Regions from separate parts of the Xenopus laevis genome. Here region 2 is linked to region 1. Evidence: chromatin contacts called from public Hi-C data. All regions are on one chromosome and are shown on one strand. The core of a region is the stretch at or near the end of the contact, and the rest is flanking DNA. Distances in the headings are between cores, read along the strand shown.

The links. Hi-C and Micro-C count contacts between places; a contact is called where the count stands out from the background.
Region 2: a Hi-C map of the XL177 cell line shows a contact between it and region 1, with 3 times the contacts expected there. The contact joins the promoter of glrx.S here to the enhancer-like site in region 1. A contact is called at or near these places in 2 of 4 Hi-C or Micro-C datasets (the XL177 cell line and the XTC cell line).

Annotation. Positions count from the first base shown.
Region 1 is chr1S:165,186,390-165,192,072 of Xenopus_laevis_v10.1, reverse strand. No RefSeq gene overlaps it. Among protein-coding and RNA genes, the nearest start is that of pcsk1.S, 44 kb to the right of the region's middle. Within about 2 kb of position 3,537, at least 1 of the 7 cell types and tissues checked has an H3K27ac peak or open chromatin away from gene starts, as enhancers often do.
Region 2 is chr1S:165,346,243-165,351,925 of Xenopus_laevis_v10.1, reverse strand. It overlaps glrx.S (glutaredoxin-1), which reads right to left and starts at 2,349. Exons shown (of 3, transcript XM_018244367.2): 1 at 1,894-2,349. The coding sequence starts at 2,100.

The sequences.
Region 1 (5,683 bases), core at 2,288-4,787:
GATGCACGTCCGGCATCATTTAATATTGATCAAAGCTAATGTTGTGAGCCCTGAATCTAAATGAAAACACCGAGATCTGGCATTCAAGCTGACGGTATTTCGAGAGCAACTTTTCGGTAAATAACTGTGACCTTTTCTTTTCCCACTAGTCTCCCCACCAGACGTCTTATTCATTGCTTTCACCTTACAGGGTAAAATAAAACACAGATAAAAGTACATTATTATAAACTGTCTCTGGGTTATTGTAAGTGTCTGTGTGAATGAATAATAATAATGACCGTGTCATTCGTGCATTTCTTCTCAAGAACATCCCAGTCACTTTGCCTAAATACATTCGGCAGCAAAACCGTGGCAGGAAAAGTCAGTTTGTGGGTTATATGGTTATTTCGAAACACTACATTATTAGTTCTTCCCCTGTAATTTTACCTGTATGACGCCAGACCACTGTGTGCAACCTCAGATTTTGGTCACACCACAATTAACAGACTGGGGCACCAAGGACCCACCAGATAGAGACTATAGAGAGACAAAAAATAGAAATTGTGCAATTATCGTTAAGGCAGAAGTCTACAACCCATTGGGTTTGTATGTTTATGTCATGCAATGCACTTAGGGTGTTTTCATTTCCTAATGCTTCTTTGCCTTTGAATGGCTTGAATATGATTCTCTGCAGGACAGTATTGTGCAAAAGGAACCCTGTATTTCCTCCAAAATTAAAGGCACAATAGTTGGCACGGGCTCTTTGGGGGGCCTCAGAGGTTCAGTCATTTTGTGGGCAAGCCTCTATAGTTAGCAAACCCAACCTTCCCATCGTTCTGCACAGACTGCAGTCATGTCGGAGTCTCAATGCTATATTTAACAAATGGGCAGTACAGTTCCAACATGCTGATCTGGCCAATACAGTTGGCATTTAGCAAATACAGATGACCCAGTGGATCTTATTCGGTACCAAGAGATGTTTTCCTTCACCAAACTAAATGGTTTTGAAGTGACCTTAATTTTGTTTTGGTGGTCACTAACCCTGCACGCTCCACAAATTGTAAAGGGATACTATCCCTCATATGTAATAAAAAGTACAACGTTTGCCCAGGAGCAGTAACCCATAGCAACCAATATGCTTTTTAAACAGGTGTTTAATCAGTAAGTGGTACCTGCTGTTGGTTTCTATATTTTCATATATCTATCTATCTATCTATCTATCTATCTATCTATCTATCTATCTATCTATATATATATATATATATGTGTGTGTGTGTGTGGGTTTTATCATTATTCAGCAGCGCAACAAGAGCGTGCCGGGCCCCCCACTAAAGAAGTATTTGGAAGGGCCTGGAGTGCTTAGCAACCCCTCGGGGGGATTTTGGCTGCTATGGGCTGGTACAGAAGCCCAAAACATAATGCACAACATTTCTAGTCTACTTCTTTAGTTTAACTTTTCTTGTCCTTTAAGGTGAATGTTTAATCAATATGTATATGTAATCAATATCAATATTGGCTGTATATGTGGATAAAGCACGTGAGCGCTGTTGTGCAGGAGAGCGCGTATCACTCGGTTCCTTGAGTTACCAAACTACTCCCAGCATGTCAGAGATAAGGAATGCTCCATTGCTAGACAGCACAACTGAGCAGTTTCAAACAAGATTAAATGTTAGTGTGCTAATAAACACTAAATGGGAAATTTAAAAAAAAAAAGTTTGCCTTAGTCAAGTTACCCATAGCGAGCAATAATCTAACCATTAACCTGCTAACCATTCTACCTGCTGATTGGTTGCTATAGGTTACTAAATCTGCAGCCTTTTATTACAGTGTCCAAGTTTACCCAACATGCCACTTCATTTTAAGTAAGTTTCATCCCTCTTTCCAGATTTACCCCTGTTGAGTTTTCATAAGATAAATCATGACATGAGGTTTTTCTCATCAAATTAAATCTGGCCTTTTATGTCTTTCTCCTGGGCAAAATTGACCTTTCCATGCATCTAATGGCTGCACACATTGGAGCTATGAATGGAAAGTAGCATTTTGTTATTATTGTTTATTTTCTAAAATTATATAGATATATTCGATTTTTTCAAAGAGCAATTTTGTAATGATAATAATAATTTACTGGTTGCTATAATTTACTTGCCTCATTGCTAGAACCTCTGTAACCATTTACATTTTTCATGAAATTCAAACTCCAGTATTTTTTTCTTTGACAGCCATTATATAATGGAAAATAAAATAGAACATTCGTTTGCTCAACATGCCAAGTCCAATGCATATAAGCAGCATTGGCGCCACCTAGTGAAGAGAACCTTCTTTTTTTTCCCCCTTCCAAGGTTAGGATTTTATTTGCTGATAAAGCCACATGATGCAGGCCTTCCAAATATATCAACCTGAGCAGATGTATGTGATTTTGTTGTAGCAGAAACAATAAATATGATCACAGCTAACAGTACCTGTATTTAACAGGTTTTAGTTTGTGATTCTACTTTTAATATACAAATATAACCACTGTATATAGAGTTTATATAAAAAAGAATTATATAGAGAAAAAGAATGAGACGAGGAAGGAAGGGAAAATTCCAAATAGGACATATTTTACATGGCTGATGTATTGAAGGTTTATCCATGATTATTAAGGGTAGTTGGATTTGGGAACCAGCAGGGAGAATCAATTCCAATTGCTTTTCATAATAAAGGCACTATTATTATTATTATTATTATTTATTATTATTGTTTTTATTTTCATGTTCTAGCGGCACTATTTCACACACATTACGGATACCTACTTTGCCTATGTGGCTTTATATACAAATGTATATAAATATGACAACTGTATATAGAGTGTATATAAAAAAAATATTTCTATAGAGAAAAAGAAGGAGATAAGGAAGGAAGGGAAATTTCCAAATAGGACATATTTTACATGGCTGATGTATTGAAGGTTTATCCATGATTATTAAGGATAGAATCGCTTTTCATGAAAAAGGCACTATTATTATTATTATTATTATTATTTTTTATTTTTGTTTTTTTATCATTTACATGTTATAGCGGCACTATTTCACACACATTACTGATACCTTTCTAAAGCAAAAGGTTTTCTAATCTGTCTAATTCACTACTCCTATTCTAACTGCTGGGGACAGAGTGTAAAATAATTAGGTGCTGTAGGAGCCATAAACAGCTTAATTAAACTCCTTTATGACATTGAACAACATGCGCTGTAACAGACAATTACAGTACTATTTTTTATGTATGTAGATGTATCTTCATATAGCGCTGCTTGTATACACAGTGGTGGACAGTGTTACTGAGTGCAGACAAACATTGCAATAAATATACCGAGTTGCAAAGATCAAGGGCCATGTGTTCATTGACACTGGAGGGAGGAGATTTCTCTCATCAGAATAAACACTTTCTACTTGAGTCTGAAACAGTCAGTGTGCAATATTGTATAACATAGTAACATAGCAGTTAAGGTTGCAAAAAGACGTTTCAACATTTTGGCCTGACCCTGCCTAACTGCCTTTAATATAATAGGATTCTAGTGTAATACAACTCAAAGTGGGATCAGTAATCCTTTACTGCACTGCTGCTTGGATAGGCTCTCTGGATCCTGCACTTATTGGCATTGTTTCTTTTCCTATCCCTTCACCAGGGGCATAACTATAGAGGAAGCAAACACTGCAGTTGCAGGGGGCCCAGAAGATATAGGGGCCCCATGAAGCCCTTATTTATATACAATTTCAATAAATATAGGTAAAACCGGTCAACCTCTAGACATTTTAGGACCCTGAAAGACATTTTTTGCCCTGAACAGGCAAATCTCAAAAAGCTTTGATTTCTGCTGATTTACAACAGTCATTTTTAACCAAGAAAATTATTAACAGTAGAATGGCTGCAATATGGTGATTTTCATTTTTTTTTTTAACAAAAATTATACATTTTTATATAGAAATGTATACTTAGCTGATTTGTTCTGCTCATACCTGACACATATCATTGAAGTTAAAACAATGAAATTGTCAGAGCTCAGTGTAACTCAATCTATAGTGTTGACCAACAATGAGAAGCTCCCATATACCAGCACTCATTATTTGCATATGAAGAGAAAGTGAGCCTGTACAAATGCTATGAATAAACAATGAGGTGTTAGTACCACACTGTGGCCAAAATATGCAAGCTCATGTGCCAAGACAAGGCTACTTATTCAGTGTACGTCATTGTATTGAGCATAAGTATTAGTTCAGTGGTGCGCCTTGATTATCTGGGGCCTAATTCTCTTCTCTGTCTTCTCTGTCTCATTGGAGCTTCTGAGTAAAGGGTAAGTACTTTAAATGTGTTTTTCAAGTTACACATTCTTTATACAAATAATGGATATTTCCATAATTTGAATCTACATATATTAACTCTAGTAGAAAATCATGTAAACATTAAACAAAGCCAATAGGCTGGTTTTGCTTCCAACAAGGATTAATTATATCTTAGTTTGGATCAAGTACAAGGCAATGTTTTATTATTAGAAAAGGGAAATCATTGTTAAAAATTTGGATTATTTCGATAAAATGGGGTCTATGGGACACAAGCTTTCCATAATTCAGAGCTTTCTGGATAATGGGTTTCTGGATAACGGATCCCATACCTAAGTAAGATTAAGTACTGTACATCATTTGTGTAGCACTTACATGTAGTGATGGGCGAATTTATTCACCAGGCGTGAATTCGCGAGATGGCCATGAAAATTCGCTGGGAAAATTTGACGGCGTCAAAAAAATTGAAAATTTTCGTTTTTTTTCGGCAAAGCAGCGCAAATTCGCCCATCACTACTTACATATGATAAGAGGCCTCATGTGGCACAAAAGCAACTATAAAGAAAATACAGAGTTATGTGGATAAAGTAACAACCACAGCCTTATTGTAAGTCAAAGCCCCTTTATAACATTATATACTGATTATATACTGGCATTTAAACTCAGTCTGTTGTGACTACCCAAAGCCATGGGCTACTGGTCCTGTTGCATAATTTATCCAGTGCGCAAACAATTGCCAACATTGACCTTGACAATCCCATATGTGCCATGCAGCTGACACATATATCTAAGGCAGGGGTCCCCACCTTTTCCACTCGTGAGCAACATTCAGAAGTAAAAAAAGTTGGAGAGCAACACAAGCATCAAAAATGTTCCTGTGGTGCCAAATAATGGTTGTGATTGACTATTGGTAGCCCATATGTGGACTGGCAGCCTACAGGAGGCTCTAAACCTGTTTTTTATCCAAGCCTGGATTTCAAAAATAAGCACCTGCTCTGAGGCCACTGGGAGCAACATCCAAGGGGTTGGAGAGTAACATGTTGCTCATGAGCTACTGGTTGGGGATCACTGCTCTAAGGCAATATTTTTCAGGTGTCTTCCATGGCCGTGTGCAGGTGGGGTCTTTGTGCACAACAATTCTTCTCATTTCTTCTCCACTGCTGCTACTGCACTCACCTGGGTTAGCAGCTCCTAAATATGTTTGGGTATACACAGTAACAAAGTGTGGCCATATTTAATGACTTTAACCTGCATTTTACACAGCTTTCCATAGATAACGAGTGATGAGCAAATCTGTCCTGTTTTGCTTTGCTGAAAAATTCTCAAAACCCATTAAAATGTCTCAGTGACATTTCTGTTTTGGCAACTTTTTTGTTTGGGTGAATTTT
Region 2 (5,683 bases), core at 1,100-3,599, 160 kb before region 1:
CCCTCTCCACGCAGCGCTGCGTGTGTGTGCATGCGCGCGTGCCCATGTGCGAAATATTTTTGCCGGCAGGAAGAAGTCTCTGCATCATGGTTCTGGGTGTGGCCTAGTCCGACCCTGAATCAGCAGGTAGTATTTAAATGTCACCTGTTTAAAAGTAAACATCCAATTGGTTGTTATGGGGTCCCTGCATCTGGGTGCCTTTTCTTATAATAAAGGATAAAATTAAAAGTATTAATGGGATGTTGATTGAAGTATAACAAGATACTGCACAAACTCATTTGAACTTGTGTATGTTTCATTATGAGTCCAATCCTGCATGTATTCAGACAGGGAAGGGGCTGCTGATTATAAAAGCGAACTACAAAACTATATTCAGTTCCGAGCAGATCTTTTGCATGAGATACAACGTGCAAGAAAATGTCACTTTGGTGGTAAGATCTCATTAGATTTTTGGAGGAGTCCCACCATAATTATTATTATTTACATGTATTTATAAAATGCCAACATATAAATGGGTGTATACTTTACATATTCAATTTATAACTGATACAAGAGGTAAAGAAGGCCCTGCCCAAAGGGATTAAACCTTAAACACTGATCATCAGGATCCCCTGCTGATAGGAATTAAACACACACATGGATACTGATAACCCTACAGAATGCAATTCACATCAATCAAGAGTGTGTTCGGCAAATATGCAACTGCCATGTATCAATATATATATATATATATAAGGCTCGGTAGGAAGTGCCTTTTAAAGGGGACCCGTCACCCAAAAAAATTATTCAAAATCCTATTTTATCACATTAATCAAGCAAAATGAACTTTAATAACACTATATCAATTATTTGAATCTTGCTTCCTTCAGTCTGGGATTTCAAAATTATAACAAGCAGGCAGCAGCCATTTTGTGGACACTGTTATTAAGACAAGCCTTGTATCATCTCAGAATCTTGTTTGTGCACCAGAATGGGGGACCCGATGTCCATCCCCATGCCCTGGCCACACAGTTATATGGTAAAGAGAAAGGGGGAATGTGTGGAGAGCAGTGACATCTAGGAAGTGCTGAATGGAAAGTGAAAGTAATTGTCTGCCCCGCCTCTATGCCACTGGCATAGAGGAGGAGCAGACAATATTTGATTGACAGCTGAGATTTTTAAATGAGTTTACAACAGCTATGAATGCTTTAATAAAAAATAGAAATTGGATTTCATGTTTAATTTAAAAAGGACTTTTATTATACAGATTTTTGTGTCTGGGTGACAGGTCCACTTTAACAAAGGGAATCTCTACCCGAACACTGCTTTTTGCTTTTTTGAAAACAGAATTCTAAGCAGCTGTAATACATAGATTGTAAAATTGTAAGTTATTTGAAAAAAACAATTGTAAAAGCTGTATTCAGTTCTCCCAGTGTTGTAACACTGTAAAAGTAATTTCTCCTCCAGCTCAGCTGGATTCTGCATGCATTGTTTTAGGAGTCGGAACCAGCAGTGCTGAGAAAATTAACAGCCAGGCAGATACTCTTTTGAGCAGCAGTTATATTTACAACTAAGGAGTAAAAGTAGTCAGGTTTATGGTAGGGTTGGATCACCAAGGAAATGGTTGGAAATGTGTCGGAATGTGTCAGAATTCTAAACTCTTTCTATATATAACACATCTATTAATTTTTCACACATTATCTTCAGATTCCTTACTATACAAACTGAAAAGCATTTATTAATTGTTCACACATTATCTTCCTATTCCTTACTATACAAACTGAAAAGCATTTAAACAGCCTGAGGTGTGACTCAGCAGTAACGCCCGGAAACCCTGGATCATCTGATCTCTGTATGTGAGCAGCAGCTGAATCCCACCTTATCCCATGAACCTACTGAAGCACCTCCACTCACCGTACGCTCTCCTGTTGTCTCCATAAAATACTGTTGGAGGCTGGAAATGAAATCCAACTTGTAGATGTCAATGATTTCCAGGTGTCCAGCCTTAAACTTGTATTTCTTTAAAATCCCCTTGGCCCTAATGCAGAAGGCACACGTGGGCTTCTCGAACATGGTCACCTTGGAGGTTTTCAGTTTGCTCTTCACAAAGTTCTGAGCCATGTTTTCCCCAGGCTTGTGCCGCTCTCACACTAACTGCGCCGCTCTCACACTAACTGTGCAGCTCTCACACTAACTGTGCAACTCTCACACTAACTGGGCAACTCTCACACTAACTGTGCAGCTCTCACACTAACTTGTGCCACTCTCGCACTAACTCTGCAGCTCTCGCACTAACTCTGCAGCTCTCATACTAACTCTGCAGCTCTCACTAACTGTACAGAGTGAAAGAGACACAGGCTAGTGCCGCTGGGCTTATGTAACTGAACCCAGCAGAGGAGGAGCCACATAGGGAGCTATAAGAAAAAGGCAGGGAGTTTTTCTAGTAAAAGCCAGATCCTCACATGGGAGGGGAATTTGTTTTATGCATGATGTTTGCATGACACTGCACATTTTACAATAATGGCTGCACTCACACAATGGTTTTATTTATCCGAGTAAATCAGCCATAACCACAGCCCGTGCATACATACAATATTATAGAGTGCAACTGCTGTAACAACCGGGAAAGATTTCTTTTCGCCACAGCTGTTACAAAAGATTCTCCTTCCCAGCTGAGCCGCCGGAAAAAGTGTTTGTGCTGATCTGTGACTCTCAAGTGCTACGTCAGTAGAAATATTAGGGTGCCAGCAGATCTTATCCACATGTCTAAGCTTTATTTAAAGGAACAGTAACACCAAAAAATTAAAGTTTGTTAAAGTGATGAAAATATCATGTAGTGTTGCCCTGCATTGGTAAAACTGGTGTGTTTGTTTCAGAAACACTACTATAGTTCATATAAACAAGCTGCTGTGTAGCAATTGCAGAAATTGAAAAAAAGGCTATATGGCACAGGTTAATTAGTGGATAACTGATAACATCATTATGTTCTATAGAGCTTATCTGCTGTGTAACCTGAGTCTTTTCTCCTTTGAATGGCTGCCCCCATGGCTACACAGCAGCTTATTTACATACCTCCCAGCTGTTCCGTTTTAAGCGGGACAGTCCTGATTTTGACAGCTCAACCCGCAGTCCCAGGTTTGTTACTTTAATGGCCGACTTTAAAGTAACATTTAATAAAAAAACATTTTAAAAAATAGTGTTAGTGTTACACATGCTCTGGTGTTAAATCTACCCAAAAAAGTAGTAGCATATACAGGACCATCCTCAAAATAGCAGAAGAGCCTATTTATATTTTCTATAAGTGGAAAAATAGCTCCACAGTGAGATCTGTGCAACCCTCCAAAATAGTGTGTTAGTGTAAAAGTGTGTGTTAGTTACCCAGATGCAGGCAATCAGGACGCTGGTGGACACCTATGATAGATAAAGAGCATATACAGTACAAATCACACTAATTTCCATTCCCCTTTTAGGCTCTCTTAGTGCCCATCTATAGACTGTTCATTCCATCCACCAAATTGTTTTTTTTTTAATATGGCGGATAAATACAAATTGAAAAGGGGGCTGGAAATGGGGGGAAGAGTTGAAAGCTGGTTCAGTGCTCAGGAATCTGGAATCCTCATATACTATTTATTTGTAGCCTGCACAGGTAAAAAAAAAATTCTTTAAAGGGGTTGTTCACCTTTCAATTAACTTTAAGTATGATGTAGAGAATGCTATTCTAAGACAATTTGCAATTGGTTTTCATTTTTTATTATTTAAGGTTTTTGAGTTATTTAGCTTTTTATTCAGCAGCTCTACAGTTTGCAATTTCAGAAATCTGATTGCTAGGGTCCAAATGACCCTGGCAACCAAGCATTGATTTGAAAATATAAATAGGAGAGGAGCTGAATAGAAAGATGAGTAATACAAAGTAGCAATAACAATAAATGTGTAGCCGTACAGAGCACTTGTTTTTAGATGGGGTCAGTGACCCCCATTTGAAAGCTGGAAAGAATCAGAAGAAGAAAGCAAATAACTCAAAAACTAGGGATGCACCGAATCCAGGATTCGGATCGGTATTCGGTCAGGATTCTGCCTTTTTCAGTAGGATTTGGCCGAATGCTTCTGTCTGGACGAACCGAATCTAAATCCTAAATAGTGGATTCAGTGCATCACTATCAAAAACTATACAAAAGAAAAAATGAAGACCAATAGAATTAGCAGTTCTATAACATACTAAAAGTTACTGCAAAGGTGAACCACCCCTTTAAAGTAGCAGTGCAGTTTTTTATGGAAGTGTGTGGTATAGGTACATTAAAATTAATTTTACAACTTTTAGGCTAAGGCCAGGCAATATGGATCTCAGCCTGCAGAGAAGATTCCTCTTCTCTGCTGCCGCTGCTCCTCATCTGCTGCACTGCTTGCAACCACAAAATTACGTCCACTCAGATGCAGGCAGACGTGACCGTTTCTGGTGCCAAAAAGCAAAATGTTGTAGCATTACGGTGATAGTAACAGAATCTCTAAACATAGTGGGTTGCCTTTACCCTTTGAATCACCAATCAATCTCTTCTACATGCCTGGGCTAAGAGCAATAAGTGCAATCAGTCCATATGATGACCTTTCTCAGTGATCTGTACACAGATTTGAAGATTTTGAAGGCAGCATATCTTATCGTATCATAAAACATATGTTTGTATAAGGAGTATGCATTCACACAAGCACAGCAAATATTAGCAGCACCAGCTGCTTTGCTGAGTCATGTCCATGGTAAAGCTTTAGATTGTTTATTAGCAAGACTAAGAGATTAGGAGACTGAATAAAGTGTGTGAAAAATTAAATCAATACACAGTATTATTATATATAAACAGAGTTGAATAGGGACCTGCTGTTGTTGTGCTGTCAGCATTACCACCACTCTATGTGAGTAAACAGCTAAGGCCCTGGTTCACTCCCAGGGTCAGACTCGGCTGGTGGGACACTGGGAAAAAATCTGGTCTCTCTTGGGCTCCGACCCGCTCCCTGCACTTGCTCTCTTTACCTCCCGTCTACGGACATGCCGGAAAAAGGTGAACGCACGGCGGGTGTTTGGGTGGGGGGGGGGGTTGTGTTTTGCTACGGGTAGGACTTTATGGCCAGGACTTTACGGCCAGGTCCATTCCCAGTCCGTCATTGTTCACTCCTATGGCTGTGCTTAGCAATTTACAAGTAAGCATGGCTTGTTTCACCTGCTATCAAACTGGTGATCTGTATAAGCCATGAATCTGGCTATAAAACCTCTGATTCATTGCCCAATGTAGGTCTATTTCCTGATAGTTCCTGGGTGTGATTCTTGTCTGATTTTCTGTTCCTGACTTTTGCCTGTTTTTGACCTTACTGTATCGCTGCCTGAACCAACCCATGCCTGTTTGACAACTATTCTGGATCCTGTGGTACTCACAGTTAAAAAGCCACGTCCTGTTGGAACTGCCTCTTGTAGAATATTCGCACAAAGTCTTTTAATCCAGAACGCACAGTTAGATAAAAAACACCTTTCAGCATTCCTCCCCCGGGTGCCTGTCGTTCTCTCCCGGATGCAAAATAAAAATAGTATTTCTACCAACGAAGGATTCAAACAAAAGCGCCGCTTATAAAAAAAAAAAAAAATGCTGCTTATAAAGTCCTTACATTACAGCTGTAAGGTTAACACCATTTACAGGGAATAATGTACTTGGACTTCTAATGA